2 separate regions of the Sus scrofa genome follow, and region 2 is linked to region 1. The links are chromatin contacts, called in public Hi-C maps. All regions are on one chromosome and are shown on one strand. Each heading gives the region's core, a stretch centred on a gene start, on an enhancer-like site or on the middle of the called end of the contact. The rest is flanking DNA. Distances are from core to core; before and after follow the strand shown.

Evidence for each region. A called contact is a pair of places that touch in the nucleus more often than the background predicts.
Region 2: a Hi-C map of brain shows a contact between it and region 1, with 3 times the contacts expected there. The contact joins the enhancer-like site here to the promoter of LOC100624094 in region 1. A contact is called at or near these places in 4 of 47 Hi-C or Micro-C datasets (brain, embryonic fibroblasts, epiblast stem cells and 1 more).

The regions. Positions count from the first base shown.
Region 1 is chr11:12,307,952-12,310,989 of Sscrofa11.1, reverse strand. LOC100624094 (spermatogenesis- and oogenesis-specific basic helix-loop-helix-containing protein 2) reads left to right here and starts at 1,265. Exons shown (of 20, transcript XM_021065387.1): 1 at 1,265-1,501. The coding sequence starts at 1,419.
Region 2 is chr11:12,363,525-12,366,483 of Sscrofa11.1, reverse strand. No RefSeq gene overlaps it. Among named protein-coding and RNA genes, the nearest start is that of SPG20, 19 kb to the right of the region's middle. Within about 2 kb of position 1,368, at least 8 of the 83 cell types and tissues checked have an H3K27ac peak or open chromatin away from gene starts, as enhancers often do. A contact at or near this core is called in brain, where this site is marked.

The DNA of each region.
Region 1 (3,038 bases), core at 16-2,515:
TTATTAGGAATAGCCAGAGGAACTGCAATTTGAGATAGGTGAACTATGGCGGATCACGAAACAATCCAGAGGACAGGGACTGGAAACTTGTTTTATAGAGAAAAGGAGGAGGTTAAGAAGGGTCGCAATAATCAGGGAGTCCAGCGGAGGAAGCTGGGAGTCTTATAAAGTATGAAAGCTTCTCATTGACTAGGCTGACGACTCAGTTTTCTTCCTGCAGGATACTAAAGGAGAGGCACCTTCCTGTCCTAGACAGACGTTTCTCGCTGTTAAGAGCAACTGAGGACTTATGGCAGGGTGTGTGAGCTCCTCCTACAGGCCTGCCCTGACTCCAGTTTTAGATGCGGTTTCTTCAATTCCAGTTTCTAACATTTTCCCCATAAATTATCAGTTTTCCAGGAATCTCCAGTAAGCAGCAATAACACATACTCAAATGTGCTTTTTATGCTCCCGCCCCCAATCTTTGTTTCCTTTTATAGGTACATGACCAATAGCATTTACTGACCACTCTGGGTCACTTTTCTCAGCAGTAAAAAGGCAGTAAACAGAACAAAGGAACTCCACCAGACTCCTTGAGCTGATTTCTGTTAGAAAACATGGTCCCATTGCTCACACTTCTCAAGTTTGTTCAACGGATGGAACATGTACCAGAGAAGTCAGAGGTAAAGTGAGCTGCATCTTTGGACCGGAGCCACGGATGGAACTAAAGCACAGGTAAGCCAAGAGTAGACTGCAAAGTTTGCAATTACAAATACAATCATGAAATTTCAAGTTGCAGTTGGGGCAGCTTTCAGCTAGGTCCGCAGACAGCTGCCAGATTTGCCAGAATTCAAAGACAATCTGAACTGAAGGCTCAAACAATCAGAATTCTAGTACCTTCTTTAGAGTCCTCCTCCCCAGACTCTCCGAGCCAAAGCCTGGGGGCTTGGTTAACTTAAGCAAAGAAAGGCACAGCTGTTCTGGGATCCAGCCCTTCCCTAACGAGGGCATGAACAACGTGAACGGCGGACATGTGTCGGGGTTTAAGCAAAGCAGCCAAGGCCAACAGCCCTCGACACCTTATCCTCAGGCACGCAGGCCACGCACACTCCCCCTGCCATCTTGGGCAAGGCTTGCCCCCTCCGCGGGTTTGGGAGAAGGATGGACGCCGCGGCCCACAGGACTTGCGAAGGAGTTTGGAGGTGTCCCGAGCACAAGCAGCCCTCCTCGCGTTTAAGCCGCTCTGGGCAGCCCAGCCTGTGTCCCGCCCCCACCGCCGTCCTGTGACGTCATCCGGAGGCGCCGGGATGCGACCGTGAGGCAGGTCGCCCTGACAACGGCCTGACCAAGTTTGGCCTCTCCCAGCTTCTGGGTGTTCCCTGAGGTTTAGCGTTGGGAGCCGGTCGAGGGAAGGTGTGGGTGGCTTCTGATCTAACACTATGGAGGAGGGACGAAGCGACACCTTCGACGGTGTGAGCACCGACCGCCTTAAATTGGAGTTACTAGAAGAAATCCACCTGAAGTGAGTTGGGGGGGCGCACTCCCGTCGGGTGTAGGGTTCACGTCCGCGCCTGCGCCTGTTGGTGCCCCGTGGTTCACGGCCAAAGCCACTGAGGCTGATGTGACACCTGCAGTGTGATTAATACCTAGGCAAAAGTAGTGACATCAAGAAGCAGTCAGTGTTTTATAGCAAAGATTCCTTTACCTCTTGCATTTGCTATTAGAATAGGTTTTGAGCTAGGATGTCCTGCCTTCAGGATCAAGCCAAATGGAGTGCCCTGTGTGCATATACTACATGATGCTGAAATATCAGTTTGCTGTTAATGGTCCACTAATTTCAGGGTTTCTGTTTCAGATTCAAAAGGTTGAAATATCATGCTTCTCTTTCATCCCTTTAGAAGAGCTTAAGAATTTGGTGACATTTTGTAAAAATGAAGCCCCTACTATATATAGTTCTTAAAATACTCAGTATTAATACTTTTTACTGGAGGATCTCCGTTGCCCTGAACTGTGGTGTAGGTCGCAGACGCGGCTCAGATCCCGCGTTGCTGTGGCGGTAGCGTAGGCTGGCAGCTGCAGCTCCAGTTAGATCCTTAGCCTGGGAACCTCCATGTGCCACCGGTGCGGCCCTAAAAAAGACAAAAAACAAAGTAACAAACAAACAAACAAAAAAAACTTACTACTAAGTCTTTGAAACTTTTAAATATTTTTAAAAAGAAGCCCACAACCACACCATCAGGCTCCAGGAGAGCTAGATTCTTCTGTCCCTATGACTTCTTGCTTTTTTTCTCTATTATAGCCCCACCACGCTCTTTTAACTGTTCAGTTATTTCTTGATCTGGTACTCAACTGTAAGCACTCTGAGGCCAGGTTCTGTATTCCCTGAAGCAACAGAGTATAGGAACCAATACTTTAGAGAAATCCTGTATAAATTCAAATCCTAGCTCTTATTACACAGCAACTACATGGTCTTGGGCAAGTTAATGAACCTCTTAAGTCTAAGTTTGGTGTAGAAACCATTATCTCACACATAGGGTTGTTGCCAGGACTAAGTGAAATGTATGTTAAGTACTTAGCATTGGCTTGCAATCAACATTCAGGGGAAGTTAGCTCCTACTATTGCTGATGATCTGTTTGTGTACCGTAGTATCTTCAGCCTTAGTTTAATACTTTTAACATAATAGACATTCAAAAATATGTATTGAATATATGACTCTGACATCATATTTTGATAACAAATATGCTATTTACTGATGTCCTAAATAGATAATCTCTGGAATGCTATTTGTGTGTGTGTGCGTTTTAAGTGTTTCTTTTTTCCTCTTTGTTTCAGGTTATCAGTTGTTACCCATTGCCCTATTTCTTTCCTGTTTTCTTTCTTTCTTTCTCTTTCTTTCCTTCCTTCCTTCCTTCCTTCCTTCCTTCTTTCTTTCCTTCTTCCTTTCTTTCTTTCTTTCTTTCTTCCTTCCTTCCTTCCTTTCTTTCTTTCTTCCTTTCTTTCTTCCTTTCTTCCTTTCTTTCTTTCTTCCTTTCTTTCTTTCTTTCTTCCTTTCTTCCTT
Region 2 (2,959 bases), core at 119-2,618, 55 kb before region 1:
CAACAGCAAAACCCTGATACAGATCAGTTCACAAGAGTCATATAACATTATCAGCTCTTTAAATAAATAATAGCCCCGGCCAGAGTAAATAAATGGGAAGTATCAATCTTGGCATTACGAACGGCAATAAAAATGAGGATATTCACACCTGCAAAAGGAATGGCCACTCTTGTGCCTCCTAATTAAAGAATAACATAAAATGTAAGAAATCTGGAAAAAATAAATGTTTAGGTCAATTGATACTGATAGAAGTTGTGGGGTAATTCTGTATCTTCCTACCACAGTAATAATTTACAACACAGCCACTAGAGTCAGGGTGATGTGCTGAGTAAGTTTTGTGTGATATTGGAATCTCTTTAGTAAGATATGGTGTTTCTGGAAATGTGAAGTGTCAAGGATGTCATGGAGTAGCTTTTGGCTTGTCTGTTTTGTGGGGTGGTTTTTTTGTTTTGGTTTGGTTTTTGTTTTTGTCATTTACTTATTTTAGGGCCGAACCTAAGGCGTATGGAAATTCCCAGACTAGAGACTGAATCAGAGCTGCAGCTCACAGCCTGTGCCACAGCAACGCAGGATCTGAGCCGCGCATCTACAACCTACACCTAAGTTCACAGCAACGCTGGATCCTTAACCCCTGAGGATCGGGATAGAACCTGTGTCCTCATGGATACTAGTCTGGTTCATTACTGCTGAGCCACACTGGGAACTCTACAAATTGTTTTTTTATATTCTTTTTTCTTTTTTTAATTTTTATTATAGGAGATTTACAATGTTCTGTCGGTTTCTGCTGTATACACATATACATTCTTTTTCTCACATTATCCTCCATCATGATCCATCAGGCTTCATCGCAAGTAATTCCCTGTGCTAGACAGCAGGATCTCATTGCCTCTCCACTCCAAAAGCAATACTTTGCATCTACTAACCCCAAACTCTCAGTTCTTATAGTCTTTTTCTTAATAGTCAGGTGTAAGTCCCTTGAAATTCTATTGATTTAAAAATCATATTTATTTTCATTTGGAAAGAACTTGGGAACATCTGTTACCTTCTCATTTTACAGATGAGGAACCTGATGGGGTGAGGAGCTACTGACACGCCAGTTAACAGAAATTCACCGTCCGGCTTCTGAGGAAGAAGGATCACAGGTAAAATTTTTGAGTTGATATTCTTGATTTGGAAGAAAAATAAAATATTTACCTGCATTTTATGAAATTAAATGATGCATTTAACTGTCTTCCCATCACCTAGCTGCTGCCAGAGGCTGGCGGCTAAGACTCGTATCTTTAGAGGAACACATGCTGTCTCTGGAGGCCATGGCTCAGCAGAGCAGACCGTGGCCCCAGCTGCAAGGCTGCCTTTGCCGGGGGAATGAAAGAGCCTTTTCACCCCTGCTTCTTCCCTCCCCCACGCCAGGCACTGCCCCAGCGGCGGCCCCCACCTTCCTTCTGTGGCTGCTTTCTTCAATTCTGGAAGGAGATCCTAAGCATCCTGCCCAGGGAGGATTACTCTTGAGTGAGTACAGCAGTAGACTTGATTAAAGTTATTAATCACTATTAATGTGTTTCTGTACGGTATCCTCCTTCTGAAAGAAGGCATTTAAGGGGGCAGGGGCTTTGGTTTTAAGGGCTGAGTACCTGTGCCGTGCTCTTCCAGGACTCAACATCTTCACAAAGCAGGAGGATGGAGGGTCAGACCTGGACCCGTGTCTCAGCTCTTCCCCAGCGCTGAGTTCACTGCCTTGCACACAGTAAGGGGTCTGTGAATGTCTGGTGAGTTACTGAGCGAAGGTGAGAGAGGCATGAGGAAAATGGACAGTGGGAGAACAGGGAGTCATTTCCCAGAGGAGAGAGGTAGTTCCTAAGAGCTGAATCCTTTGCTTTCTACTCTGCCTTTAGAAGCAGGGATAGTAAGAGCACAGAGGCATGGTAGGATCATCCTGAAATAAAGCGTGCTAGACTAGATCCTTATGTCTCCACCTCTGGGCAAAGAGAGCTTCCATATTTCTTGGAGGAAAGTGACTTGAGTTTGGAAATGTTCCAAGTCAGAGTCCAGGAAATCTTCACAACTGGGATGAGTTGTGGTTCCGACTGAAAATGAAAACTCAGAGCTGACAGAAACTAGCTATGGTGAAATCACAGTAGCACTTGGAGACAAATTATGTTATGTGCCATCATATAACTAAGGCGTCTGCTAATACTGTGGCAGCTCAGTACCGATTATCCTGAGGAGCATAAAACACAAGTGTCAGATAAACTCTCCATTGCAGTACTCCTAATGATTCCATTATTATTATTCCTACTACAGCTTCTGTAATAGCTTTCATTCAAGTGACTAAATGAATGAATATAAATTTTTTCTCATTCTGCCTGGGCTTCTTCCCATTTAAAATATTGATAAACAGTGACATGGACAAGATATTCACCACTGGGAGAAAAAAAGATGGAAGACAAATGACTTTGGAAGCAAATCAATAGCTGATTTAATTTAGAAAAAAATAGAAGTATTTAAAGAAAAAACTCTATAATTTATTTTTAATCATTACATTTGTGCTGAAAAATTTGTGTGCACTGTATTAAGATTTAAAATTTTAGCTTTGGTAATAACTGATTGGAAAATGTAAAACAAATATCTATAATACATTGATAGTTTGACTTCTCTAAACATTACGTTTGTTAGATAGTAACCAACTGATTTAACTCTACAAGATGTTTTAGTTCTAATACTTTGGTCTGCATACCTATTAGGAAAGACATATAAGTAACATATTAGAAATAACCTCTTGGAGTTCCTGTCGTGGCGCAGTGGTTAACGAATCCGACTAGGAACCATGAGGTTTCGGGTTAGATCCCTGCCCTTGCTCAGTGGGTTAACGATCCGGCGTTGCCGTGAGCTGTGGTGTAGGTTGCAGATGCGGCTCGATCCCTGTTGCTGTGGCTCTGGTGTAGGCCAGCGCTACAGCTCT